Linked DNA regions of Mus musculus: regions 2, 3, 4, 5 and 6 are each linked to region 1. Evidence: chromatin contacts called from public Hi-C and Micro-C data. All regions are on one chromosome and are shown on one strand. The core of a region is the stretch at or near the end of the contact, and the rest is flanking DNA. Distances in the headings are between cores, read along the strand shown. Region 1 holds the start of Npas3 (neuronal PAS domain protein 3). Region 2 holds the start of Foxa1 (forkhead box A1). Region 3 holds the start of Foxg1 (forkhead box G1). Region 4 holds the start of Pax9 (paired box 9). Region 5 holds the start of Nkx2-9 (NK2 homeobox 9). Region 6 holds the start of Nkx2-1 (NK2 homeobox 1).

Evidence for each region. Hi-C and Micro-C count contacts between places; a contact is called where the count stands out from the background.
Region 2: a Micro-C map of embryonic stem cells shows a contact between it and region 1, with 12 times the contacts expected there. The contact joins the promoter of Foxa1 here to the promoter of Npas3 in region 1. A contact is called at or near these places in 2 of 39 promoter capture datasets (both in embryonic stem cells) and 7 of 484 Hi-C or Micro-C datasets (LSK cells, embryonic stem cells and epiblasts).
Region 3: a contact with region 1 is called in a Hi-C map of embryonic stem cells, with 22 times the contacts expected there. The contact joins the promoter of Foxg1 here to the promoter of Npas3 in region 1. A contact is called at or near these places in 3 of 39 promoter capture datasets (cranial neural crest, embryonic stem cells and maxillary cranial neural crest) and 14 of 484 Hi-C or Micro-C datasets (embryonic stem cells, epiblasts and stem cell-derived epiblast-like cells).
Region 4: a Micro-C map of embryonic stem cells shows a contact between it and region 1, with 14 times the contacts expected there. The contact joins the promoter of Pax9 here to the promoter of Npas3 in region 1. A contact is called at or near these places in 1 of 39 promoter capture datasets (embryonic stem cells), 4 of 484 Hi-C or Micro-C datasets (B cells and embryonic stem cells) and 1 of 115 datasets of contacts at active chromatin or transcription factors (embryonic stem cells).
Region 5: a contact with region 1 is called in a Micro-C map of embryonic stem cells, with 9 times the contacts expected there. The contact joins the promoter of Nkx2-9 here to the promoter of Npas3 in region 1. A contact is called at or near these places in 1 of 39 promoter capture datasets (embryonic stem cells) and 2 of 484 Hi-C or Micro-C datasets (both in embryonic stem cells).
Region 6: a contact with region 1 is called in a Micro-C map of embryonic stem cells, with 17 times the contacts expected there. The contact joins the promoter of Nkx2-1 here to the promoter of Npas3 in region 1. A contact is called at or near these places in 4 of 39 promoter capture datasets (cranial neural crest and embryonic stem cells) and 6 of 484 Hi-C or Micro-C datasets (all in embryonic stem cells).

Annotation. Positions count from the first base shown.
Region 1 is chr12:53,246,104-53,250,619 of GRCm38.p6, reverse strand. It overlaps Npas3 (neuronal PAS domain protein 3), which reads right to left and starts at 2,188. Exons shown (of 12, transcript NM_001370962.1): 1 at 1,873-2,188. The coding sequence starts at 2,030.
Region 2 is chr12:57,543,806-57,548,321 of GRCm38.p6, reverse strand. It overlaps Foxa1 (forkhead box A1), which reads left to right and starts at 2,211. Exons shown (of 2, transcript NM_008259.4): 1 at 2,211-2,658. The coding sequence starts at 2,587. It also overlaps a transcript of Ttc6 not described here.
Region 3 is chr12:49,380,749-49,385,264 of GRCm38.p6, reverse strand. Foxg1 (forkhead box G1) reads right to left here and starts at 2,258. Exons shown (of 2, transcript NM_008241.2): 1 at 1,879-2,258; 2 at 1-964. The coding sequence starts at 779. Gm34304 (predicted gene, 34304) reads left to right here and starts at 3,437. Exons shown (of 2, transcript NR_168648.1): 1 at 3,437-3,448.
Region 4 is chr12:56,693,715-56,698,230 of GRCm38.p6, reverse strand. Pax9 (paired box 9) reads right to left here and starts at 2,760. Exons shown (of 4, transcript NM_011041.3): 1 at 2,367-2,760; 2 at 1,031-1,657. The coding sequence starts at 2,370. Gm15524 (a long non-coding RNA gene) reads left to right here and starts at 3,464. Exons shown (of 3, transcript XR_003950120.1): 1 at 3,464-4,516.
Region 5 is chr12:56,611,413-56,615,928 of GRCm38.p6, reverse strand. It overlaps Nkx2-9 (NK2 homeobox 9), which reads left to right and starts at 2,645. Exons shown (of 2, transcript NM_008701.2): 1 at 2,645-3,017; 2 at 3,650-4,516. The coding sequence starts at 2,870. The coding sequence ends at 4,209. All of the region lies in intron 3 of Gm26973 (a long non-coding RNA gene), which reads right to left.
Region 6 is chr12:56,534,910-56,539,425 of GRCm38.p6, reverse strand. Nkx2-1 (NK2 homeobox 1) reads left to right here and starts at 2,518. Exons shown (of 3, transcript NM_009385.3): 1 at 2,518-3,117; 2 at 4,353-4,516. The coding sequence starts at 4,366. Gm26973 (a long non-coding RNA gene) reads right to left here and starts at 2,236. Exons shown (of 6, transcript XR_872771.2): 1 at 1,920-2,236.

The sequences.
Region 1 (4,516 bases), core at 939-3,438:
TAGAAGACCAGTGGGTTGAGGTTTAACAAGTGGCCTGAAACCCAACAGGAACCTTTAAAGGGAAGTGTTGAGGCAGGTGCTTGGGGGTGAAGTGGGGGGATGACTTCCCCTGGATACTCCTGAACCCCCAAATCATCTTTTTCTTCTAAAGGACAATGCCAATGCTGAGGGGGAAAAACCCTAAAAGCGGGAGATTCACGACAGCTCCTTATGCCCAATTTACATCTTTTGGGTCAGCTCAAGTTCCTGGAGGTCCCTGGAATTGTCCAAAGGCCATGTGACATTTCTGACCCTTGAATCTCTTCCTCAGAGACCACACTATTGTCACTATTGCCTACACTTCCTAGTTAAAGTGACCGCCAGATCCTATTGTCATTTAAATGTTTTATAAAAGACAAAAAAAAAAAAAAAAAAACCCATACCTGAACCATGAAATGGGGAAACTGAATTCTTTACTGGTGTTCTGCTTTTGAAAGATGCCCAGATCTTTTTTGTTAAAGGTTCTTGTAATCGCTTGAGTAAAACATGACTAAAATAATTTAATAAAAAATATGTGTCTGACAAAGATTTGCCCCTTTAGAGTTATTTCCACGACTTCTTTTTAAAACTTTTGACAATAAGCAGAGCATGTAATGAAGTCTTCTACAGAATATTTGCAATTACATGAACTTGGAAAATACTGTGTTAGGCAAAATCTGGTCACTGGGCCATTGGTTAGAAGGCACAAAACATAGCAATGACAGATTACTGTAACCTTTGCAGTTTAAATACTATTGTTTCAAACCAAAGGCTCTCAAATCAATGAAGTTTCAAAGATGAGGTAAAATGGGAATTTGAATTATGCATTATGTATATTTTAAGTTAAATGCCATTGGCAAATCTCTCAGATGTTTAATCGTGTACAATCTGGGAAACACAAATATTTAATTTCACACTCTCATGTGCTTTTTTTTCTTCCATCTACCATAAAATTGAGCCTCATGAATAGAGAGTTTACCTTTTTGATTATATTGTTAGTTTTTCTCATAGCGATTTTGTGAATCCCATTTTCAATAAAATCTTAGAACATCGAAAGTTATCCTTAAAGGGAAAACTTTAGGGTTAGAAAGCTGTTGATGGTAAATTTCTCTTTATTTCCTTCCTCAATCAAAGGTTGCTCAGTGTTTTAATGACAATTATTTTGAATCTAGAGACTATCTTTAGAAAACTAAAAACAATTTCTATATTAAAACTTCCCTTTCACCACCAAGCCTAACTTTTGTAAAATTTGCTTCCTAACTTGGATCTCGGAATCCCATCCATTTGCATCATAATGCGTTTAAGATAGTTAACAGCGCCTAAGAGATTCGGATTTCACGTTGTATTCCCTGTAGTAACAGGTGACAGGATCTCACACTATTAGGTAGAAACGCAAGTCTATCTCTGCACATGAAAATCGTCTCTGTCCTATTTGGAAACAAATGATCAATCAGCCTCCGATGATCAATTGCTCCCCTGGCTGTCCGTCAGCGCGGATTCGCACCCGCGGAGGCATTGAGAACATTTTGCTGAAAGGGGGCAGGAAGCCCAAACTTTGCAAAAGCATCTCCTGCAGCGTCTCAGACTTGACTGGAACTCTCTGGCTACTCGGGGCTGAGGCTCAACGTTCGGGGCCTGGCAGAGGGCAAAGGATGACTTCACTTCGCCAGTGCACTAGAGTGCTTTTCAATTCGGATTGTGTATCCCCCCCCCCCTCCTTCTATAGCACAGGGGCAGGCAAAGTAAGCCCTGACGAGGTGCATGTGTGTTGTAAGGCACAAAACAAGAGCAAAGTGAGTCCCACCCCAGTACCCGAGACGGGGGCACTATCCCAGCTCGGACGGGACTACTCACCGCTGCTGGTAGGAGGTGATGCCCTGGACGTTCTGCGGGGTGCCGTTGGCCGCGGCGCCGGCCCTCCCCATGCCCGCACCGGCCGGTACCCCAGCGGCTGCCCCGCCGGCCGCCGCGGCCGTCACCTGCACGCTGAAATCCGGAAAGATTCGGATCATCGCCGCGGCTTGGAGCCCCAGGCGCGGCTGCTCTGGGCTCGGGCTGGCGGGGGCTCGGGCTCGGGTTCGGGCGGCGGCGGCAGCAGCGGCGCGAGCGGCGGCAGCAGCGGAGCCAGGCACCAGCCTGCAATCCCATTAGTGAGCCGCGGCCACTGTGCGCGGCGGAGAGGCGCTTTGATGTGCGCGCAGCGGGCTGAGGTGGGGGGGGGTGGCGAGGAGGAGGTGCGGGGGGTGTGCGAGGGACTTGCAAACAGCAAAACGTGTCAGGGTGGGGCCTTTTCTCCCTTTTGGGGGGCACTGTTGCTCCCCCCTCTTTCCAGGATGTTGCTTTCACTGGCTGCTCCAGCAGCGCCGCGCGAGCCCAGCTGAGAGGAGGAGGGGGTGAAGGAGGAAGGATGCACCGGGAGGCTTGGCGAGCGCTTGGCCGGTGCAAGGGAATAACGAGCAGTGGAGGGTGCGTTTTCCCTCCCTCTTCTACACACACACACACACACACACACACACACACACACACACACACCGCGCACTTCCGACCCAAAGTGCAAGATTGTGGTGCGCTCTTTCTCCTCCTTTCTCTGGAGAAATAACCACCATCCGGGCTGGCTTCAGCCTTCCGAGGCTGCCAGAAACCAGGATCCCAGCCCGCGGGTGTAGGAATGGGGCGTCAGAGCCTCCCGTTTCAGCCTGGACCCCTCTTTGACACTATTCTCCACATTAAGCAGAGCGAATGTGACCAAGCGCAAGTTGGGTTCCTGGAGAACTTGATAGTTATCTAGGAGAGGTGGTTTGCAAAGGCGACGGAGTGCGGGGCGGGGGGTTGGCGCTTTTGTACAATGGAGAGTTTGGGTCGCTTAAAAGAAAGGGCTCTTCCCGCTCCTGGTGAGCGGAAGAGTTGGTCTTGGGAAACTTGTGAGGTGGGGTCTCAGCTAGATCTTAGTTTGCGCTATGATCCATCTCTTAACGCCCCCCTTTGACCGAGGAAACGAATAAATTAGTAGCCACAATTGAAAAGAACTCTGCGAATTCCAAACACCAAGGAAACAAAAAGAGAAAACACGTGCATTTATTTCCTCGCGCCTTCCTGTTACTTCACATTGTGACGCCTGCCTTTCATTAGGGGGTGAAGAGAGATCCTTACAGTTTGGATGCGCCTTTTTAGTGAGACTTGCACTGGGTTTCACTGAGCTAGGGTTGGGGGAGTGGGAGTTGATTGTTTCCCTCCATCCCTCCCCAGGACCCGGGTTGCCCACTTTTCCCCCTGTCTTCTGGCTGGTGAGCAGGAGCAGAGATGCGAGAAGCAGGCGGATGCAGCCCTTGAGGGACACAGAGCTCTGCTAATGTCCCACACTCAAAGCCCCTGCCCAGCTTAGCGGCTGCTGCTGCTGCTGCTGCTACTCCTGCAACTGCTGCTGCTACTGCTGCGGCTGGGTGGTGGTGGGGAGTGGTGGTTTCCCATTCTGGTACCCTCTTCCCATCTGGCACTCAGGGCCTGGGCACTGCAGCTGAAGGGCTAGGGCAGTCGCTGTACCCTCCAAACAAGCCCAAGTTAACTGTGACCTCCACGCCGCCGTGACCCAGGGCCAATCGCGCTTCTCCCGGTCAGGCTCCTGCTTAACCCTTTGAGCCTGGGAAACAGTGGGCCACCATGATCCAGTGAGACAGGACCCACTGGCCTGAAGTTGCCGAGGTGTAGAGTGACAGAGGCTCCCAAGCAGGACAACTCCGCACAGGATCTAAGAGCCAGATGCCCGCCCTGCAGCAGCCCCATGCTATCCCTCCCACCCTGATGATTCTGGAAACTAGAGGAGCTGGACAAAGGCGAGTCCTCGCCAGGCCCCATCCCGCTCCTGCCAGGGCAACCTCTGGGCGTCCCCAACCCAAGTGGCTTTCGGGAGGAGCCTCCGAGCCCAGCAGTCACAGGGAGACTGGGAGGGGGGAGCCTTGGCTCTCGCTGGCCGAGCCCACGGCGCAGCTGCGTTTCCATTTTCCTCTCAAAGAAAATGCTTTGGACGGCAGATAATACCAGGAGATATGAAACTGCTTCGTCCCCCACATGTTGCACGTAAAAAGAATCGTAATGAGCATCTGTGGCTTGTGCGAAGGAGCCCACGAGTTAGTTGAAGACCAAAGCAAGGTCCTGACTTCCCGCTTCCGGGTCATTTTCAAGCAGAAGCACTAGACATTCAATGCATCACCTAACTGCTTAGACCCTGGTCGAGCACGCAGTGCGAGGCGGGGCTGGTGGAAACCAGCATCTTAAGGACCCCTACAGGGGGACCTTGGCCCTCACTCAGCCCAAAGTTCTGACCTCCTTGCCTTGTCAACCTTTGGATAAGCTCTGAAAGGATTTCAGATACCAGCCCTTTGCTCTGTGCAGGCTTTCTACTGAGACAGAGACTTCCTACCCATTCTGGAGAGGGCAGGGATGTTTTAGAGCATTTCTACCTGGGTTAAGGCCAGCAATGTTGTAACCAAAGAAAATCCAG
Region 2 (4,516 bases), core at 962-3,461, 4.3 Mb before region 1:
AATTAACTCCTTCCACATGACAGGGCCCCCCAAAAGTCATCAACTTGTTATACACTATATATATATATATATTGCTAAGTTGTTACTACCCACAGGAACCGTCCAAGTCATGCTAGCTGCTGCTGTAGAAAAGCCAAGAGGACATCAGACAATCAACCATGCAGGAACAAGGAAGCTTCTCGGCCCTGCTGGAAGTCCCCAGGACCAGACTGAGGAAGCCACGCATCCCCGCGTTTTACAAATGAAACGGAGATCCTGCTGTCGGTGGGAACTTTGCAAAAAGAATTAGTTTCTGACATATATCCACAGGTACATTTACACAGCCGATGGGAGTGACTTCTAGTCACAGGGGCAAATTGCAGTTGGGGAGAGTTGTCTGCTCTGTTGTGTTCCAGGCGGATTTAATTTCACTCTCATTCCTTTGCTTATAATGTGATGTCTACACACACACACACACACACACACACACACACACACACACACACACACACTTTTTGTTCAAAAAGGAATTGTAATCCAATGCTTTTATCTTTTTTTTTATTTCCTTAACTACACATCTTCACCTTCTCTGCTCTCCTACTGATCTAAGAGATTTATTTGGTTCAAGGATTTAACCTGATTCTCTTGCCAGATTTCAGGGAAGAAAGATTTAAAAGAACAAAGCACGGAGTGTGTGTGTGTTGGGGGGGGGGTAATCTATTTGGAAGACAAGTGAAAACACATTCCTTCACATGAGATTAATTACCTTAAAAAAAAAGCTTTGCAAACCAAGAATATTTTAGTCTCTTGGTGACTTTAAAGTTAACTTGATTGTTTCTAATGGAAATCTAGTATACCTACAGACTGGAGCAACACACAGGAAGGGCCGCACAGTCACACTTACTTCGAAATGCACGAGGTAGTATACATTTTCACGAACACTTGCAGTCAATGGGGGGGGGGGTAAGCACCTTCTCCAAACCTATCACACACTCTGTCTAGCCTAATCTCTTTGGTTAGTCTCTTTCCGCTGGATACGAGGGCAAGCCACTAACTATGAAGAACTGGAAGAAAGCGAGAGACTTTGAGTGGGGGAGAATTTTCCCCATCTACCCAGGACCTTTTGAGAGTCTGATAGCCTAGCCCTGCTCTTCCAGCTCAGAGACGACCAGGCACCTCTGTGGGCTGACTCCAGCTTCAGGCTGGCACCTCATTTAGCGTGGCAGATGCGTTCCAGCACCCAGGCCCATACACTCCCAGTTTATGCCGGTGTTTAGGAAGATGTCCCCTCCCCCTGACCTTTCTCTATCAGAAACCAGACGGTCGCCTCTAGCTTGGTCCCAGAGGCTGTAGAAGGGGGGGAGGAGGAGGAGGAGGAGCCCGGCAGAGAGGCAGGCTTGACTAGGATCCGCCTGCCTTATCACACAAACATCTGCGCGCAGTTTCTTCCTCTTTCTGATCGCTGCAGTTGACAAGGGGAGTGGAGTGGACTGAGGCGGAAAAAAAAAGTTATGTCATAAAAATATAAAACGGTGCTGTGACTCACCTGCTCTTAGCCGCAGGTACGAGTTTCGTGGCAGCGCCTCCGTTCTGCTCGCCAGGAGCCCAGGTCGGCCTAACGTCACTTTGCTCGGCTGACTCAGATGACTGGGTTTCTAGTGACGAGGCAAAAGTGGGGCTTTTCCCCTCTCCAAGCCCCGAAGGCCGGGAAGTAGGGGTAGTCTTCCAGGGTTGAACTTTGGGTCAAGAATCAGGATGAGGGGAGCAAAGGAGCCAAGTGGACCAAGAGCGGAGTCGTAGTAAGGTCCAGGGGGTGGTGAGCACCTCTAGGAGGGAACTCGGGGTCATTCAGCGAGCACGATCCTTGCGCTGTAGCTCTGATGCCACCACCCAGGTCCTTCTCCCGCAGCACAGCTCTTTGGGTCCAGAGCCCTGGCCTGTCCTCCAAGGCACCGCCTATTTTTCCTTTTCTTCTTTTTTTTCCTTTTCTTTTCTTTCTCTTTTTTTCCTTTTCCAAAGGGGGTCACACACACACCCGCCCTATTTTCCTCTTTCCCTAGCCGCGAGGCTTAAACCAATTATACTGCTTTGTAAACAAAGTGAGGGCCAGGTTTGGGGGAGGGGATGGCGGGAGGGGCGCGGGGGGCGCGCGGCGCTGGCGCGGCGGGGCGGGAGGCGCGGCGGCTGGACTGGCGGGCGGCCGCCTCACAGGTGCACCTCGGGCTTTGTAGGTGCGAGCGTCTTTGTGCGGCGGACAAATGGGGAGAGGACGAGGAGGTGGGCACTCCGGCGACGTAAGATCCACATCAGCTCAACTGCACTCGCTTCGCACAGGCCGCCCGCTCACTTCCCGCGGAGGCGCTGCCGGGCGCCGCGCTCCGCGGCCGCCTCCTGTCCCCGGCGCTGCCCCCTCCCGCCGCGCCGCGCCGCCGCCGCCGCGCACGCCGCGCCCCGCAGCGCCGGGCTTCCTCCTCGCCCGGGTGGCGCTGGGCCCTCGAGCGCTCCGGTGACCGCAGCGGCTCCGCGCCCCTCCCCCGCCCCGAGCAGCGCACCCGCCCGTCGCTCCGCACAGGGTTGGATGGTTGTGTCGGCCGGGCTGGCTCCAGGATGTTAGGGACTGTGAAGATGGAAGGGCATGAGAGCAACGACTGGAACAGCTACTACGCGGACACGCAGGAGGTGAGAGGCGGGGAGGCGGTGGGGCGTCCCCAGAGTCGGTGTCCGGGGAGACTCAGGCGAGGTGGGCTCCTGCCCGGACTGGGGCGGGCGGGGTGGGGGCGGCTCGCCCGAGGCGCGGCTTCCAGTGTGGCCCCCACCCGACCTCTCGATCAGCCCGCTGCCCGCTGGGTCCTGGCGCTTGCAACCAGCGGAGAGTTTTGGGAAACTCTGGGCTTTGAAAACACGGGCTCCGGAAGGGAAGCACTTGTCTTTGCCCGCTAGAGAGCCGGGGCTGGAGCCCAGCCCCGGGAGCCGCGGGCGGGCAGGCGGGCTCTGGCTTGAGTAAAGAATAACTGAGAGAGTCGGTGCTCGCTTACCGGGAGGCCTCTCGGTCACACCATGTAATTAGCCGACGTCTTTGGATAAAAATGATCTGTTGCAGAAGTTGGAGTTTTTCGTAAAGAATGATTTCTAAATTTTATAAAACTTAATTCTTCAAAAGCCATTTGTAGAAAAGTGTCTATTCGTTCGTCTCTAGGACCGCTGGGTGGCGCTAGTGCGAACAGAATCTTTTTCCAGAACTCGGGGCCAAGAACCTGTTTCTCTTCATTGTCCCCTTGGTGGCATGTTCACTGGGTTTATTTTACATTGTGCACAAAAGCATTGCGAGGAGAATCAGGTACAGGCAGGGCCACTACCTATTGAAAGTATTTTCTAGAAACAGCTGCCGATTACCTTCAAAAGTGTAATTACCGTTATCGAAAGCGCTTACCGAGAAAGCCTCGTGCGATCTTGGAGAGAGGACTAGAAATAAATCCCAAAGTACTTTAAGATCTGTACAGAAAAGTACAGAGTCCGAAAAGACCTTCGCGGCGATTTATTTATTCGTTTCTGTGTTTCTTTGGGAACCATCTCTTTTTTGAGTCTTCTTTTTGAAATCTATTCATCTCTTATAGTTTCACATGGAGTTACATTTGCTGATGAACATAAATTTAAGGACGTCAATATTTTCTGTTAGATTACCAAATAAGCAGTTATACGTCAGGACTCTTGTTTTTTAGCCACCTAGTTATTATCTCGACTGCTACGGATGGAGATTTCGCTTACCGATAACTTTTAGTAGGCGCTCAGACCACTTTCAGGAGTTTAATTTTGATGCAATCACCTCGGCCCACCAGAGAAGACCCCCATAGAAAGAGCTTTCTTACATCTCAAAGCTGAGAATTAGGAAGCAGAATAGCATTAAGAGAAAGCAAGTAGAGTTTCACTTGGGAATTTTAAGTTGGTCCGAACTATAGCTCTAAAGCCTAGGCTTTGGTGTGAGCAGCAGCAACTATCGGTTACAGGGTGTGTGTGTGTGTGTGTGTGTGTGTGTGTGTGTGTGTGTGTGTGTGTGTGTGAATTGTGTTACCAAAGTTTTCAATTGCCAGAGGACTACAAACAGGTAACAGAATTAACGCGAGGTTTTGTATAGCGTGAAGAGCTATACATGCAAAGTCACGCTAAAGTTAATTGTATGCACCGCGTTGTTCTGGTGTGCAGCTTTTTTTTTTTTTTCATTTTATTTTTTTTCCCAGAACTTTATTTAACTGATAAGTTTGCTTCTTTTTTAAAATACTATCATTGTTACAAGTAGGTGGAAAACATTTCTAAATATAATAACAGAAAGTCATCTTTGGCACCAACTCTTAAGACAAAGCCAGTTGCTGGGAGATGAGTAATTGGGACGGAGGGAGGGTCATATTGACAAATAGGCCAATATGGGTGAGAGTTTAACAGCAGCCAGCACGATGCATCCCGATGTGCGATCAGCGGTGCCTGCCAGCCCTCCACAGGGTGGGTGTCTAGCTGGTACCCGGTTGATCACTCAAGCAGGCCT
Region 3 (4,516 bases), core at 1,009-3,508, 3.9 Mb after region 1:
CCGCCGATGAACACGTCGTCGCTCGACGGGTCGAGCATCCAGTAGTTGCCCTTGCCCGGGTCGTCGTAGTGGCGCGGTACCTTCACGAAGCACTTGTTGAGGGACAGGTTGTGGCGGATGGAGTTCTGCCAGCCCTGCTTGTTCTCGCGGTAGTAGGGGAAGTTCTTCATGATGAACTCATAGATGCCATTGAGCGTCAGGCGCTTCTCGGGACTCTGCCTGATGGCCATCATGATGAGCGCGTTGTAGCTGAACGGCGGCTTCTCGTACTTGCCGTTCTTCTTGTCGCCCTCCTTGCCCCCCTCCCCGTCCTTGCCGCCCTCGCCCGCCCCTTTCTTCTCCTCCCCCCCGGCGCCCGCGCCCTTCTCCTTCTCGTCCGGCCCGACGGGCGCCAGCTCCGCCGGCCCGCCGCCCGGCTCGCCTTTGGCTCCAAGTGCGTCAGCCTTGGCCCCGTCCAGGGCGGTGGAGGGCGGGAGCAGGAGCGGCTGGGGACCCTTGTCGTCGTCGGCTGCTGGGGCGCCGCGCGCCTGCGGGGGCTGCGGGGCCGGGGGCGGCTGCTGCTGCTGCTGCTGGGGCGGCGGTGGAGGCGGCTGGGGCGCGGGCGGCGGCGGGTGGTGGTGGTGGTGATGATGATGGTGATGCTGGGGGTGGTGGCTGTTGTGGTGGCCGTGGCTCGCGTGGTGGTTGTCGTTCTGGACGGCCTCGGGGACCAGGCTGTTGATGCTGAACGAGGACTTGGGAATCATTTTCACCTCTTTCCTATCTCCCATGTCCAGCATCACCCAGGCGTCGGGGGGCGGCGGCGGCGGCGGCGGCGGCACGGGAGCCGGGCAGCAGCGCGGCGGGCGACCAGCGGGTTCGGAGTGGGGCGCGGGGGGAGCGGGCAGCGGAGGCGGCACTGAGCGCTCCGGCAGCAGCGCAGTTGGACCGCAGGCTCCGGCGCTGGCAAGGCATGTAGCAAAAGCTGCAACCACCCCTCAAGAATTAGAGAGAGAAAGAGAGAGGGAGAGAGAGAGAGAGAGGGAGAGGAGATAGAGAGAGAGAGAGAGAGAGAGAGAGAGAGAGAGAGAGAGAGAGAGAGAGAGAGAGAGGGAGGCTAGAGGCAGAAGCAACCCGTCGCCCGGGGTGCAGCGCCCCGCTCCGTTCCGCGCCCGGCCTCCCCCTCCCCCGCTGCCTCCTCCTCCTCGCGCCGCAGCAGTCACAGCAGCAGCAGCGGCAGCCCGAAGGGGGGGAGAGCCGGGCGGCGGGCGGGCGCGTCCCGGAGCGGCCGCAGCGAGGCTAGGAGACAGCGATCGAGGCAGCTATAGCCACAATTAATTTTCCGAGCTACAGGCGCACACTAGGGCTGTAAAAAAATTTTTGGTTTAACCTTTCCTACTGCCGAACCAATCAGTGCCGCCGGCGTGCAGGAGCGTCTGGCTAGCCGTCGACCAATCGGGGGCCCAGGGCCCGCCCATCCCCGCCCCGCCCCGGCCCCGCCCCCCGCTCACCGCCCCCTCCGGGTGGCGGGGCCCAGGCCTGGAGCCGCGGGGACCGGCGGGAGATCGCCCACCCGGCCAGGATTAGCGTGGGGCGTGCGCCCCGGGCCGCGGCCGCTCGACTGTGGCCTCCTCCCTGTATGGGATTATTTTCCTTTGCGCGTCAATATTTATCCTTATTGATTAAAGTTTGTATCCAATTTTGTCTGGAAGAGCGGGGCGGGGGGCGCGGCGGAGGGGCGAGCTGCGAGGGTGCGGGAGAGGGCGTGAACCCTGGGGACGCGGCGGCCCCGGCAGCGCCCTGGGAGCGAGCGGGCCAGCAAGCTCCGGAGAGCCGGGCATCGGGGGAACGGGGCCTGGAAGGTGGGGCGGGGGCGGCCACGGCCAGGCCGGTACTTACAGCTTCCTGCGGCCCGCGGCGAGCTCGGCTGTGAAGCTGGGCTGAGGGCGGCGAGCGGGGGCGGCTGAGCGGTGGGTGCGTTCTGTGGAGGCCTTCCACGCACGCGGGCGGGCGGGCGGAGAGCTGCCCCGGGCGAGCACAGACCCAAACAGTCCCGAAATAAAGCAGGTAACACGTGTGTTCTCCCTCCGTCTCGCTTCACTCCCAGAGTCGCGCTCACGCGCGGGTGACCCGGTGGCAGTTGTCTCCTCGGGCACTCCACCTCCTCTTCAGCTTCTAGGCAGTACTGGAAGCCGGTAGCCGCGATCGATCATCCTGGAAATATTTTCATTTTGCTTGACATTGAAGAAAATATGAGTGGGCGTCTACTTCCGTTTTTTTTTTTTTTAAATCCTATGTTTGCTCCTTTTTCCCATTTCACAAATACTTTATCTCTTTAAAACCTCAATCTTGAAACACCAGTAGGGCGAAATCAGCTCTTACCCTTCTTGGATGCTGCTGGAATGCTCTGGGGAGCCCAAGGAAGGTGGATTTGACAGTCCTAGCTTCTGGGGTTTGGGGGATGGTTTGGTGGGGAGGTTGAAACGAGTGGGTAGCTTGTAATTCAAGGCCTTTAAAAAGATCGCGGCCAGGGCCAGGGCCAAGGCCCAGCATTTCCCAGGGATTGGAATTTAGTGCGGAGCACACAGATCACAAATCCTCACTGGCTCAAAGCGCGCCACGTTGTAAGCAGAGGCCGTAGCCAGAGAGGAGAGGGAGGTGGAGACACATAGGTCACGAGTATCTTTCCCCTCCTCTTTAAGGTAAAATACTCTACCCATGCCAGCATTCATTTTGATGAGCTCTTAGCTAAATGATCTCTCAGTCTTGATATAAAAAAAAAAAAGGAAGGAGAAAAAACAGGGCCTATGTGTGGTACTAAAATCTACCAGAAACATGCAATACTCAAAATAATAGGGAGTTATTCTGATGTTCTCACCCCCCAAATTTGAAATGGGGCGCAGAAAGAGGGGAGGGAAAGAGAGGGAAACGCTAGCGAAAATTATCCACAATTACAAATAGCTAGCAAATTTTATATCTATTGGAGTGTTGTAAGAGATCTTTGATTATTTGTCCCCAAATATCCTTCCACTGCTTGGATCTCTTCCTACATATCCGCTGACTTTAAAACAAGCTATGCATGACGGAAAAGGCCAGGGTTCTAGCAATCAGCTTTGCAAAACACATTGGTGCCAAAGGTTGATTTCTAGGCTTGGGGTTTCTCACGGAGCCTGGCGACGTGATGAGCTTTGCCAACCTAGCTAGAGAGATCTGTGAGCCTGGGTTGTCTTGTTCATTTCCCTTCCCACTCTTTTCTCCTCCTCAGGCCCATTTTCCCTGGTGGTTCCTCAATGCGCTTGCCTTCCTTCCTCCTCCCCTCTCCCTTCTTCCCCTTTCACTAACCCACCCCTTCTCCCTCCCTCCTTTCCTCTCCCCTTCACTCCTCCACCTACTCCTCCCCATCCCCCAGCCCCCCTTCTCACCACCGCTTATAATGGCTCCCGGGGCTCCCTCAGAGGTGGACGGCCCGGTACGTTTTCGTAGTCGGTCTAGCGTGAAATGATTCGGTGTAACCGGATTCTTGGGAAAGGACAGGTTACGTAAACATTTACTGATGTGGAGTAACTATACTATTTGTACTCTGATATGCAGGAAGGAAAGTGTTGATTAACACAGAAGAAAAAAAAGCGAAATTAGCTGATTGCATGCTCATAAGTGCAAGCTGTCATTGAACTGCTTTTAAAATAGACACAGCTGGGTGTTTGTGTTGAAAAATTTCTTGTGTTTTTGCTAATACTGAAATAAGCATGATTTTGTATACCAAACATTTTCAGATCATTAAAATTTGTAATCTGTGCTGGTTTTAAACACAAAGAAAAGAAACAGAATCATTTCGATGTAAAATTTGCTGATATTATATTAACTCAATCAGGTCTGTACAAATTGTGCATTGTGTCTCCTAAAATCTGTTTGATCAATTTAATACACAAAGTGCCAAACGTGGGTATTGTTTGTTAACATTGGACATTTTATTCAAATCTGAGCTCAGCAGTGAACTGGAGGAGTTGTTCCTTGAATACAACACCAGCTCTGACTGATGAATTTTTAATGTTTTGAGGTGCTTCTTAGGTTAAAGCTAAGTGTGTATTGTTTTGTTACCCCGTGGAAGAAATTAGCAGGCAAAGTAAGGTTTTTTTTTTTTCTTCTGTTTACTTTCAAGGAGCAAAAACTGGGTTTTGTACAGTGAGAGCTGCAATACTCTGATTTTATATGTCAAGGCTTATGGCGGCTTGAAAATTGTTTTGCATGCAGATTAAGGGTGTGCTGTGTTATTTTAAGGTTACGTGAATGCGAGTCTCTCAAAGCAGGATGATTGATCGTAAAAACATAGCATATAGTTTGAAATAATATTAAAACTAGTTTCCTGATGCAAAGGTTATTTGCAATTCCCGAAAAAGCAAGTTTGAATCCCTTTAAATAATTTTACTTGTTCTTTATGGTGAGATGGGGCTATATATCAGAATGCACACACATATGTATATCAGGCTTGTTCAACAAAACATGCACTGTTTACTCAGAGGCTTATATTTGTGTAAGC
Region 4 (4,516 bases), core at 1,511-4,010, 3.4 Mb before region 1:
TTTAACTTTCTTTTTCTCCCTATACCAAGAAAGAACCTAATGTCTTTTAAATTTTATCTTTAACAGTACAATAAAAAAGAAAACAAACTCAAGTCGCCCGGGAAAGCCGGACTGTATGGTACAGAACACTCCGAGATCTTTCTGAACAATCACAACAGACGTCCAGGACAGAGCAAGGTTCCGGCACAGAAAAGGAAAAAAACACTGCTGGAAACTTTGCAGGAAAGGGGCACGCAACCACTAGCGTTTCCTAGTTCCCGAGGACCCTAAGGAAAGCAGGAGGCTGGGGGGAACCAGAGACAGCAGCCGAATGGACAACAGCGAATCACCTAGCAATTGTCACCTCAACTACTGGGTTGATAATTAACGTCTGTTAAGGGAGGTGGGTGGGAGGTAAGGGGAGAGAGAGAGAGAGAGAGAGAGAGAGAGAGAGAGAGAGAGAGAGAGAGACCGAGACCTCCGTTTCCGAGGAAAATGAAGTGAAGCATAAGAATGAAACCAATTAGGTGACATTTGAACTTCCTGCCTGAGCAAATTTGCCCTGATTGCCAGAATCCGAGAATAATAATACAATTTCCAGAGTGTGCGGGGACTCGTAGCTGCGGCATCTGACTCGTGAGCAAGCTGCCGACAGTGGCTACCTACAACCCGCAGCCCCAAGCCTGCTAGGGCCTCCTCTTGTGCTCCCCAAATCGCCAGGCTGCGCTCTCCAAACAGTCTAGCCCGGCTGAGGCTGAGTGCGCGAGAGGCGGGGGAGGGTGGAAAATGCGAACCATGTGTTTGGGGGGGGGGGTATGTTATGGGTCTGGTAGTTTGAGATGAGGCTGGAGACTGTGTGTGGCAAGGAAACAGAGGGGCAAGAGTTTCAAGTTAATGAGATCAGGACACCCCCTGGGAAGACTCCTTAGGTTTCCAAAAGAAAAGAGCCACAGGTGGTGGGATAGACACTCGCTAGAGGCCGAAGGTACTGGGGTTCCCGAACGCGTGCAGGAACCCACTCCGCTCTGCACACTGCCTCTGAGCTCCTTACCTTGGTCGGTGATGGAGCGGATGCCCAGAATGTCCGTGACGGAGTGAGAGGAGGGCCAGGTGCGCGGCAAGGCCACCGATCCGGGGATGGCCGGCACCCCAGGTGGTGTAGGCACCTTAGCTGCTGCCGCCGTGATGGGACTGGGATATGAGTAAATGTGGTTGTAGGGCAGCGCGGGCTGCGGCGCGGGCTGGTGCTGCTTGTATGAGTCGTAATGACCCTGCTGGGCCAAGTTGCCGATCTTGTTGCGCAGAATACGGCTGATGGAACTCACCGAGGGCACGTTGTACTTGTCGCACACGCCATCCGCCAGCAGGCGGTCCCGGATCTCCCAAGCGAAGATGCCTGGGTCCCTCTGCTTGTAAGTCCGGATGTGTTTCACCACAGTAGGGGTGGTGACCCGGGGCTTGCTCCCCCCAATAGCTCCCGGCAAAATCGAACCGGTCTCGTTGTAGCGCGCCAGGATCTTGCTGACGCAGCCGTGCGAGACCCGTAGCTGGCGGCTGATGTCACAAGGTCGGATGCCCAGTTGGGCTAATTCCACGATGCGAAGCCGAATGGCGTTGGGCAGCGGCCTTCCGTTCACGAACACTCCTCCCAGCTGGTTCACCTCCCCGAAGGCTGGCTCTGCAAAAGGAGCACAGAGCGCGCCACAACGCGCACCAACTGCTTGGGACAGCCGCCTGCCACTCGGCCTCCAAGAGCGTCCAGGGGCAGGGTTATGACACCCTTCTATAAGGACTGGGGTTGCCCCGAAACCAGACTGTTCCGGCCTGAGCCAAACGTCTCAAAACAAGCTGCGGCCAGACCTCGCTCCTACTTTGCGATTCCCAACAACAAACAAGAAGAGAGACCCAGGGCAACTCCGGACACTTAAAACTCTCCGAAGCAGGCGGGGAAATCGGTTCTGAGGCTCCAGCGCGCCCCTCTTTGCCTGCCTGGTACCAAAACACTCGGCCCTTGCTCCCTTCCACCGCCTTACCCCTCCCTTCTGCGGGGTTAGACGCAGTCCAGAGAAAGCTGGGGGGGGGGTGTTTTTGTTCTGTTTTGCTTGCAAGTGTAAACACGTGTGCAACAAAACTTGGATTGACACTGGAGCTGCGAGATTCGCCAATGCCACGGCCCTCTTCCCTTAAATCGCAAAATGGCATCAATTGTCACCCAGTGGCTCTCACAGAACCCTTTCCGCCACTGACCCTTGGAGGGTGCTTACAGCTCGACGGACGCAGTCTGAGTCAATACAGCGCGGTGGCGCGCCTCAGCTCCCTCCCTCTAGCCCTCGCCTGCTCGCTCCCTCCCTCCTCGGATCTGACAACGTCCCCCATCAGCCACTCACCCATTGCTCTGAGCAGTACACCAACCCGGCCCCAGTTCCGCACTCCCAGAAAGAAACTTTTTTCTTGTTCTCACTGAGCCGGCCTGTCGCTGCTCCAAGCCGAGGGTGCCTTGGCTTCTTCCCGGGAGGAGGCGACAAGAGTGCCAAAGGAAAGAGTAAAAGGAAGTCTGTGCCGGGCTGAAAGAGGCTTGAGTTCTGCATTTCAATCTAAGCAGCAACGTGGGCTGGGCTGAGCAGGGCCGGGCGGCTCAGTCTATCACTCACTTGTGACACACCCCAAAAGAGGTGGGCCCGCGAGCAATCTGCGTTGTAATTGGTGCAGGCCGGTGAGTGACAGCTCAGTCCGGGAAACTCCTTCCGCCGTCTGTTTCTGGCTGGCTCCGCACCTGGGTGACTAAATACAATGAATAAGAGTGTTTGACGTCTTCCCAGGGGCGCCGCAAACAGAGTGCAAAATCAAGCTGATAAAAATGCTGAATAAGCGAACAGAAGCTTTGGTCTCGGTTTGAATAACTTTAAGTGGGTAGAGACCGAGGACACCTTTTGGGGAAGAGATGAATTTGTCAAATTAAAGTTGGAGGTTAGAGCTCTCAGAGAACAAGTGGCACGACCCTTAAGGGATGACTGAGAACTACCTGTCATGCTGACCTTTGGGGACTGTCAGAATCTTGTCCACAAATTCTATCTCCTTCCAGTTCACTCAGGATGGGGAGAAGTCGAGTGGAGGAGGCGCTTGAGGTGTAAGGACAAGAGACTCCTTCCCGTACCCCGCCCGAAGTGGTTAGTCCAGCAGTGAGGGGCTAAACCTCAGTCAAGCAGGATCCTAGCAGAGGCCAGGTGCAGTGAGGAAAAAAAAATTAAAAAACCAGACTAAAGAGGAGCACAGGACGTCCACGGGGAAGGAGGGTTGATCCCCGGAGCGCTGGTGGCAGTGGCCACGTCCATCCCATCCCACCCCCTTGCATCACTCACCCAGGGTCCTGGTTTCCGTGTGTAAGAATTTGCCAGGGTTCTCAACACCATAGAGCCACCTTGAAAGGTTTGATTTTAAATATGAAAGTCAGCCCCAAGGAGGTACCCGCTGACACTGCCTCTGAGCATCTGTATGTAATTCCCCGCGACTTCAGCTTAGCTACCACAGATGCTGTGTGGTTCTGCCTACCTGGGGATTTTTCACTTTCATTCACCCAAATCCGAAACGGATAGAAGAGTTTGGGACAGAGAAATGCATTTCTTTATGGAGACAAGGTTGTGACGTATGTGGACGAAATAAGGAAGAGAAGCATTGTGAATGGATTCGGGTATTTGTGTGACACCGGAAAGTGGATGATATTACTTCGTCTCCATCACAACAGCCCTCTCTTTAACACATATCCAGGATGTAGGTGATGCGCGCACTCTCCCGAAGGTTCTGCACACAAAGAAATCAGAGGAATCCCGATGTTCACCAGTAAATGACAAGAGCCCAGGACGTCTAGTAATCAGTCTTGGAGCTGACCATTGATCTCCAGGCATCTGCTTCTGTGGTGGGTGTGCACCCTGAATTCAAGTTACAATCAAGTTAAGGATTGAAAGATTACTTCAAATGTCTTTTATTGCAGTCAGGTATTTCCACAATGAGGCTTCACAAATAGAAATACTTGAACATAGCCCCCCCCCCCCTTTATTTGTTGGTTTCAGATGTTCAAAGTCATTTCAAGGCTCGACTTTGTGGTTTCATCCTTGTCTCCGCTCAATACTTGTATTGCGTAGTCAGGTGCTTTATAACAAGGAAAGCCAAGATTTCAGAAGCACCCCCAGCCCCATGCTATAGTATAAATTACTTGCAACTCAGAGACTGAGTGGAGATCAGAACTTCGCCTGAGACTTGCTCACAGAAGATACTGTGCTCTGCTCCGTGATGAGGAACCTTCATCCTCACGGGCAAGAAGTGTTCTCTGAGTGTGCTCTTTGCTCTACTTCCGTGCACCCACTGAGTATTTCACACCCTTCTGAACTGGTGTACAGAGATAGTGCCCCAGCCCGTGTGGACTAGCAAGATGTGGTGTCCTAATGAGAATCTAGCTACATCAACCCGGAGTGATCAAGAGACCTGTGTGTCTAGTTTGGGGTTTAGTACATAACATCTACTGCCGCCCCCTTTAGCTGTC
Region 5 (4,516 bases), core at 1,396-3,895, 3.4 Mb before region 1:
AGGCAGTGAAGAAAGTCACTTCCTCTAAGAAATGCCTCCTCCTCTCTGTTTTTTTTTCAGAAGGCATAGTTTGCATGGGACAACCTCCTCAGGTGTTTTTGGGTGCAGACTCTGGGAAAGAATGGATATAAAGTTCCAGAAAAGAACCCTAGGAAGAAGGCGAATATTCAAGGATGTGTTTGAGCAGGGAAATGACCGGGCTCTGTATGACCAAGAAGTGTGACCTTTCCCAGGACAAATACATGCACACAAGGCCGGGGCTGGAGAATGTGAAGCGGGAACTGATATTTAGAACACACCCCAAATCCATGTTCTCTCTCAGAACACAGCTGCTACAAAGGGGATGCAGAGCTTGGGAGCCAAAAGCAAATATTTGATGCTGAAGAGCTCTTAAGAGCTGAAGAGCGTCATTTGCTTATTTCTACACATCAGTGTGGTTTTAGAATGTTAAATAGATTAAAAGGCTAAGAGAGGTCAATCATCCCAAGGAAGACTTGTACATTGCCTATCCTGCTTCTTCCTAAAATTGTTAAATGCGGGGCCACAGTCATCTGGAGAGTCCTTCACAAACTGAAAAGTTAACACATAGACTCCTGGAATGTCCTGCAAGGTGGATCAGAGTCTACAGACGATGAATCCCAGCATAGATAGGTCAGAGAAAATCGAGAGGGAATGAAAGTCAGAAACTAATAGTCTGAGAAATTACCAAATCTATTCGTCTTGGGAGAAAGCAGGAGCGGGGGGGGGGGGGGGAGGTAGATCGGAGAGAGAGAATCTCAAGATTGTCCATTTTGCCAGAGGCAGAGGATGCACAGGTTTCCAGGCCGGAGCGGCTTCACCTGGCACAGCTTCCAAGTTCACAGAGTCTGGGAATCTACGCTTAGGCTTCTCTAAAACTCTACCACCTCCCGCCAAACCTCTGGCTCCCGCAGGAGTTTTTTCTGCATAGAGGTCAGCACAGTCATTTCAATTTAATCTCATTTAAAAAGACATAACTAATAAATCTATTGCCAGGACCACAGAAAGACAGCCAGCAGAGTCGATCGATCTCCCAATCCCATTGAATCCCATTGAAAACCATGACAACACCGGACAAGCTCCGATTTATCCCAGGGAGCTAAAGCGCATTGTGAGCAGACATCAATCACGCATTATTCCGGACTGAACAAATGCAAAATCTTTGCTGGAACAAATGCTTCCAACAGGTCCGGGCGTCCCAGCTCCATTTCCCCTTTGTTTGTGGCCTAGCAGTTGGCCTGTAGTGGGCTAGCCTCCGCCCGACCACCCAGCGCGCGGTACCACCGGCCACTTTAGGCACGCTTGGTAGGACTGCAGCTGGGGGTGGACGCAGGCTGGGTGAGGCGGGAGGGGGGGTGAGGGTGGGGGCGCCACGCCCTTGTCAGGTTCGAATTCAGCCTCAGCAAAGCCCGGTTTTCAGATGCGGCTACCCAAATGTAGCTCTCATCCCTGAAATTTAGAAACCAGGTACCCAAATAACTAGCTGGATAGAAAAAGGCTTCTGAGACCGCACTCTAGCGCTAGACTGGAGCCAGAGGAAGACTAGAAAGGCCAACAGAATGTGCCTGCTGCTGCCGGATTCTGCCCTCTCCTACCTCCTTCACCCGCCTTCCACGTGGATCATTTTATCTGTGTTCCCTTGGTGACTAGAGGATCTGGGAGACATCTCCTGCCAGGCACATTTCTTTTGGGCAGGCCTGTTGCTAATTCTGCCTATCCGCCCATTCTATGTCAGACGGGGCAGCTGTGGTGTGGTCTGCTACACTGTGAGCAGTGAGTAATGCAGACCGCTCACTGTCCCTTCCTATGCTGCTAACTGGCACCGACTTGGGAGATGAAGGGCAGGGACGAAGCCCTAGTGACAATACCAAGGAAGCTTTGGTAGGCCACCCTAAAATCTGCTACCTCCCTTGGGTCCTCGAATGGAGGAGCTCAGCCAGAGTCCCAGACTCAGGGTCCATAGATGCCAGACCAGGATGGACATTTCGGGACCTGGATGTTGGCTGTTTTGTTGGCCTGAGGAGACAGACACAGGTCCCAAGCTCTCCCACAGGCTTCCAGACCTTTCAGACTGTGTGTGGTGAGTGTGTGTGTGTGTGTGTGTGTGTGTGTGTGTGTGTGTATGTAGGCTCCTGCAAAATCTGTGCCCTAGACATCTGGAAAGACCAGGCCATCCTCTGATATCTAAGGAATGCTACCAAAAAAAAAAAAAAAGTGCGCCAGTTTAACGTAGTTATAAATCACTTTCCAAATAATTATGAGAAACTACCATTCCAGCAGGGAAGCTCCGGGGAAAAACAAACAAGGAATAATAAAGTCGCTCCACCCTCCCCAGCTCTACCACCCAGCCCAGGCCCCACGTCAGCCTGAGAGGAGAAGGAAGCTGGGGCTCAGTTGGGAGGACCATGGTCACTGTTCGCCACCCAAGATGTTATTCACTGGTAACAATCCCCATTATCTGTCCCCACTTTGGTCTAATCAGACAATCGCTAATACCAGGCCAGCTTCCTGCGACCTCTGGGAGGTAGTCTTGCAGAGGGGGCGGGTGCCGGGCGGGGCGGAGCGGGAGGCGGGGGAAGGGGGGGCGGAGATGGCACCTTCCGGACTTGCCCCGGCTTCGCTCCAGCACTCATTCAGGTACTTAAAACCCTGGACACCCCGACTGCGGTTTTCAAAGCCCTCCGAGTAGCAAGGGCTGTTAATATAAATAGGGATTCCTCCCGCAAAGGTGCTGGCGTCTCAAGGCCAGCGCATGGCGAGCGCCTCGCACTTCCATCCTTAGGAGCGGCGTCCCCAGCTGTCCCTGGGTCCCTAGCCTACCCTGCCCCCCACCTTCTTCCCCTCCTCGGCCATGGCCACCTCTGGACGCCTCGGCTTCACGGTGCGCAGCCTCCTGAATTTACCTGAACAGGATGCGAAGCCTAGGGTGAGGCGCGAGCAACAGACGTGCGTTCCACAGACTGCTGCCTGGCTGGAGTCGGAGTGCAGCCACTACCTGTGTGAGTGAGCCAGGACTGCGGCCGGGGGTGGGGAGTGCGGAGGAGGGACCCAGCCAAGCCTCTGGGGTCAGGGATGGAGAGTGGAGATTCCCAACCCAGAATCAGGTTCCTTCGACCCTAGAGCAAGCGCGAAGCTCTGTGGTCCTCAAACAGACAGGTGGTGCGTCTGAGTCCACACATCCTGAGAGTAGATCTTGGTCCTGGACTGCTGAGGAAGGTAGTGGTTTTGGTGTCTGGCGATCCGAAAAGACCGGGATATTTAAAGATTTGAAACCTTCCTTTTGTGTCCCAGGGCTTTGCAAACTTCAAATCAGAGGTGGCCGGTATGGGTGACTCAGCTTGTGGGAAACTAGTCTGCCAGCTCAGTTACTGTTGCGATTCCTTTAAGAGGACCCCAGGGTGGGTTTCTCTGGGGCATCATCTCAGGTCTGCCGATTACTCTTGTAGTATGGTTGAGGTAAGAGTAGGGAACGTGGGTACCCAGAAGTGAATACAGCAAAGCAAATGGGTCGCAAAGCCCGGAGCAAGAGAATTGGGACTCCAGGTGGAGACGAGGGTGGGAGACAGGTCCCAGACACCCGTAGAGGCTGGCCTCTCACCAGGCGACGTCTGCTTTGCTTTGTGGTTCCCAGCCTCGGACGAGAGCGGCCTGGAGACAAGCCCTGCAGACTCGTCGCAGCTGGCTTCGCTCAGGCGGGAGTCCCCCGGCTCCGACCCGGAGAAGAGGAGGAAGCGGCGGGTGCTGTTCTCCAAGGCCCAGACCTTGGAGTTGGAGCGGCGCTTTCGGCAGCAGCGCTACCTGTCGGCGCCGGAGCGGGAACAGCTGGCTCGACTCCTGCGCCTCACGCCCACGCAGGTCAAGATCTGGTTCCAGAACCACCGCTACAAGCTGAAGCGAGGGCGAGCGCCTGGGATCACAGAGCCTTCGGATATGGCAGCATCATCTGATCTGCACGCCGCTCCCGGCCTGCTGCGCCGCGTAGTGGTACCCGTGCTGGTTCACGACCGGCCACCGAGCAACAACGGCAGAGGTGAGGGGACCTCTGCGGTGCCCCAGGACAAGTGCAGCGCACGCCTGGCCACTGCGTGTCCGGTGCCAGGCTACACCGCCTTCGGACCGGGCTCGGCGCTTGGCCTCTTCCCAGCCTACCAGCACTTAGCACCACCAGCTCTGGTCTCCTGGAACTGGTGAGGCTGCTGCGGAGTGCCTAAAGCCACCCTAGACTTGGGACATTGCTGTTTGGTCCGCCGCAGTAGAGCTACAGCCACACCAAAGTCAGGAGGTGACCCTTGCAGGAGCCCTTCTTGAGTCCTGGGTCCCTGGATTGCCCTAACCGGCAAACACACACACACACACACACACACACACACACACACACACACACACACACACAAGGGACTGTCTCCAAGACTCGGAATGGTTGCCCGGGCGCCAGTCCCAGAGCAAGATTTTATTTCTTGAGCATTATTTGTATATTTTAAAATAGCGACTTGTATGA
Region 6 (4,516 bases), core at 1,269-3,768, 3.3 Mb before region 1:
AGCTCACATAATCAGAAAGTGGTAAAGCCAGGTCTCAGACACCAAGATTTCTGAGCTCTACTCCAGGGCATCTCCACCCCCCCCCCCAAGTCCCCCAGCACTAACCTAGCTAATCCAGGACACAAAACTTCACTGGGACACGCCCCCTTTCTCAATGCTTGTTACAAAGTAATTATACATCACTGCAGTGATCTAGTGCTAATATGGAAGCTTCAGGTGGAGACCGGCCATAGATAGGTCGTTAATGGCTAAATACTCTGACCTAGCCTACCAAATATCGGATACAGCATGGGTTCCAAGAGTAGTTGCTAAGTGAATCATGAATTGTAAGATAACATTTTGAACTTTGCAGCATTAGAAGAAGCACATCTAGTGCCCTTGGCAGATGTGAAGGGTTTCATGGGAGTTGGAAGTAAGCAAGCTGAGGTGTAGGTGGCAAGTGGTAGATCTGGTTTGGACATCCTCTCTCTAGCGTTCTACCAGTGAGCTTTCAAAGAGACACTGGAGGGGAAGAAGGAAGTGTCCCTCTGCTACACTGCTGCAAAGACTAATGGTTACTCTGCTCTTCTTCTGGTGAAGCCTGAGTCTCTGCAGCCCTTTGATTCCTAACTAGTGAGATTAAAGAGGACCCTTGGGGCTGAACCAGGGAATAACCTTATGAGGGCTGAGCTCTGTCCTGCTAGCCACAAGGCCAGTCTACTGACAGCGCAGGAGGCACCAGCCATGAGGGGTGGACTAGGTTTTTAAGAATTAATCCACAGCTACAAGAGGGGAAAAAAATATCTCTGGTTTAACCCGAGTGGGTCCTGTTCAAGATGAGTCAGAGAGGCAGCATGCTCTCTAGTCAGAAAGACTAACCTGGTGAGAATTCTCAAGATCTTTGCATGGATGAGTTCAGAGATAAATAGGTGGCTCCCCACCCACCCACCCAACACCCCCCCCAGGCCCCCAAAGGCTCTTGAGAATTCTGGCTTACTCTTGTGGATGTCAGTGCTCATGGGAAATAATCCAGAATGGTGGATGTTTATGAAGGGGCAGAAGTATGGGAAGTTCATTTGGTTCAAGTCACAGAGTGCAACAGAGCCCCTCACCCCCAGTTCTAGATGGGAGCTGTTGGCATTGGTGCCAGCAGGAGAAGTTTGAAGCTCAGTCCAGTTCCCCTCCCCTTCAGGGTAAAGCATGGGGGTTGCCAGGCATCACTCCCCTCGAACTCTGACTGAAGCTCAGCCCCTCACCTAGTGCTGTGCGGCTGGGGATGGGGGCCCCTAGTTACAGTAGGGCTAAGATGCAGCTTGTGTACATTCTCCCAAACTGGCCACCTGCTGGTGTTTTTGAAGGTCCGGGCTGCACGGCTCAGAGACTGTAGAAGATTGAACAAACCTTTCACTCCAGACTAACAGGCCCCCCGAAGAAGCAATGGATTTGATATTAACCACAGACACAGAAATATCGACCTTGTTAGTGAGCTTAATTTTCTTCCCTCAAAGCTTTGGGCGTGTTTTGATGTGCCTGATTTTGCTTAAATCTCACCAAAAAACCTTCTGAAGAATTACCTCCTTCTGTAAGTGGCACTAAAACCGGGAGAGACAAATGACACTCTACCCTTGGTGTTCCTATGACCACCAACAATTATAAAATAACGGGGTTAAATGGAGACGGAGGACCAGGGACTTCCTAAGACGATCCCGTTCCCAATGCTAGCAGATCTGGGTCGCGCCTTCAGACTAGGTCTGCATTATGCTTTGCCTGCCCTTTCTGCCGTTCACTTGATCTAGCGTGGCTTCCCCTCCCTGCACTCTCGACACTGTAGACCAAAGTGCTGTAGCTCATCTTGAGAGCGCCCCCCAGAGAAGTCCCTGGGAAAGGAGAGCGCAGAGCTCTGCTTTCCACTTGTCCTTAGCTACAGAGACACAACGCACCTGGCCGCTTAAAGTCGGGGTTCCCTGCTTCAAAGCCACCTCGGGGGCGGTTCGAAAATGCGGGCCCAGATGGGAGGCCCGCTGATGCCCAGAGCCTTCCTTCCCTTCACGATGGAGGTAGGTGGTGAGGAAAGCTAATGTTAGTTTAGTCGTCGGCTTTGTGTTGAGGGAGTAGAGAGCACTCTTCAAGGAGAGATCTTAAAAAGCAAATAAAACAACTTTCCATACTATAATTGCTATTAATGGAAAGGAGCCTACCCTGCTGAATTAAGTAGTTCAAAACTGCTTGTTCATTATCGGGAGCTCCCTCACTACAAGGAGGGGAAAGAAAATGTGAAAACAAAAACCAAAATCAAGAAGCCTCCTTGACTGGCCGCCGAAGTGTCTAGGAGGCACCTGCCGGGCCAGGAAGCACTCCGCCCTCCCAGCCTCTAGCGCTCCAAGAAAGCTCGAACAGCAGACAAGCAAAGCCAAAACAAAAACAAACAATAACGAAAACGCTTAAATTCCAAGGAGAAAAAAAAAAAAACGGAGGTGGTCTCCAAATCTGTGCCATGCAGGGCTTGGCTGGGTAACCCACTTAGCTGCTGATCCTGACCTGGTAACAGCAATGAGGCTGACGCCCCCGGGCCCGCTAGGGAGCACAGCCCACAGCTCCCCCTTGCCAGGCGCCCAAGGACCCTCAAGGCGCGGGGCTCACACTTGAAGCCTGGGAACGCTCAGACAGGAAACCCACTTCCTCCTAAGCAGTTTCTTCCTAGCCGGATGAGAGGCGCCCAATTGAAGCAGAATGATCCTCATCTACTAATATCCAGCGTGGCCACAAAGCGACCGGCCATTTACGCCGCCACTTTAGACAAAGATATTTGGTTATTCCCGGGGAAGCAAGTGCACTTTTGCATGGCTGAGCTCCGGGAGGAGGCGAGCCTCAGCCCAGCCTCCCGCCCGCTGGGCTGCGGGCGTCGAGATATTCGCCTCCTCCCGGACAACGAGTTCCACCCGGGTTCAGACTCAGTTCCACTCTGCAACGGATCTGCGGGCGCTCACGCGGCTCCCCGCCCGGGCTTTCACTGAAGCATCGGAAGGGAAAACTGCGGGGATCTGAGCTGGGGTGCTGGGACTGGGATGTCCTCGGAAAGACAGCATCAGCTTCTGAAGCCGAAGTATCCAGGCCATGGGCAAGGGTCAGGGGCACCAGGTTTGTTCGAGATGGGGCAACTTCCGTGGTGGACTCTCCTGTTAATCCCCCGCACCCTTAGCCTCGTAGCTCAGAGGGCCAGCGGTGTACTTGCCTGGGCCGGCAAAAGGGGTGGAGAAAGGGAGCGGCGGGGTGGGGTGGGCTGGGGGGGCTGGTCCGCTAGGGAGCCAGGAGCTTGGTGGGGGGTGGCGCGGGGATCGGTGACAGCCTCCCGGAGGCAGTCGTTCCCTTACTCAGCTCCCCCTCCGCCCGCTGGGATTCTCTCGGGTAAGGGGAAAGGGGGCGGGGAGCAGAGGTGTCCCTCTGACGGCGGCGGCAGAAGAAGCAGACAGACTGACAGACACATAGACCAACAGTGCAGCCCCAGGGTTCATCCCCAGACTCGCACACTCTTTTGGTGGTGACTGGGGCTCAGCGCAGCGAAGCCCGATGTGGTCCGGAGGCGGTGGGAAGGCGCGGGGCTGGGAGGCCGCAGCGGGAGGGAGGAGCAGCCCCGGCAGGCTCAGGTGAAATCCCGCTCCCTGCTCCTCAGCCCCCTTCTCCCCCAAAGGCCAGCCCCTGACCTCGGAACCCCGACCAAATTGGACCGCGGTTCCACTTTGTAACTCCCCAAGTTGGTTGCAAAGCAGTATTCACCTTCCGTTCTCCTTTCCATCCCTCCCCTTAGGTTATTCTCTACCCCACCTCTGGCCCTCCCGCTCTCGGTTCCCTCCTCCTTCCCCCCCCCCCGCCTTTTCCTCGCGCGCCACAGGCACCCCACAAAAATGGGGGTGGGGGTGTCCAAGGGAGGGGGAAAGTAATGCTTTGGTTCTCTCTCTCTCTCTCTCTCTCTCTCTCTCTCTCTCTCTCTCTCTCTCTCCCTCTCTCCTTCTTTCTCTCTTTGAGACCTAAAAATCTTGACAAGTGAAGCTTAAAGGTGTTTACCTTGTCATCAGCATGTAAGCTAATTATCTCGGGCAAGATGTAGGCTTCTATTGTCTTGTTGCTTTAGCGCTTATGCCCCGCCTCTGGTGGCTGCCTAAAACCTGGCGCCGGGCTAAAACAAACGCGAGGCAGCCCCCGAGCCTCCACTCAAGCCAATTAAGGCGGACTCGGTCCACTCCGTTACGTGTACATCCAACAAGATCGGCGTTAAGGTAACACCAGAATATTTGGCAAAGGGAGAAAAAAAAAGTAGCGAGGCTTCGCCTTCCCCCTCTCCCTTTTTTTTTTCCTCCTCTTCCTTCCTCCTCCAGCCGACGCCGAATCATGTCGATGAGTCCAAAGCACACGACTCCGTTCTCAGTGTCTGACATCTTGAGTCCCCTGGAGGAAAGCTACAAGAAAGTGGGCATGGAGGGCGGCGGCCTCGGGGCTCCGCTCGCAGCGTACAGACAGGGCCAGGCGGCCCCACCGGCCG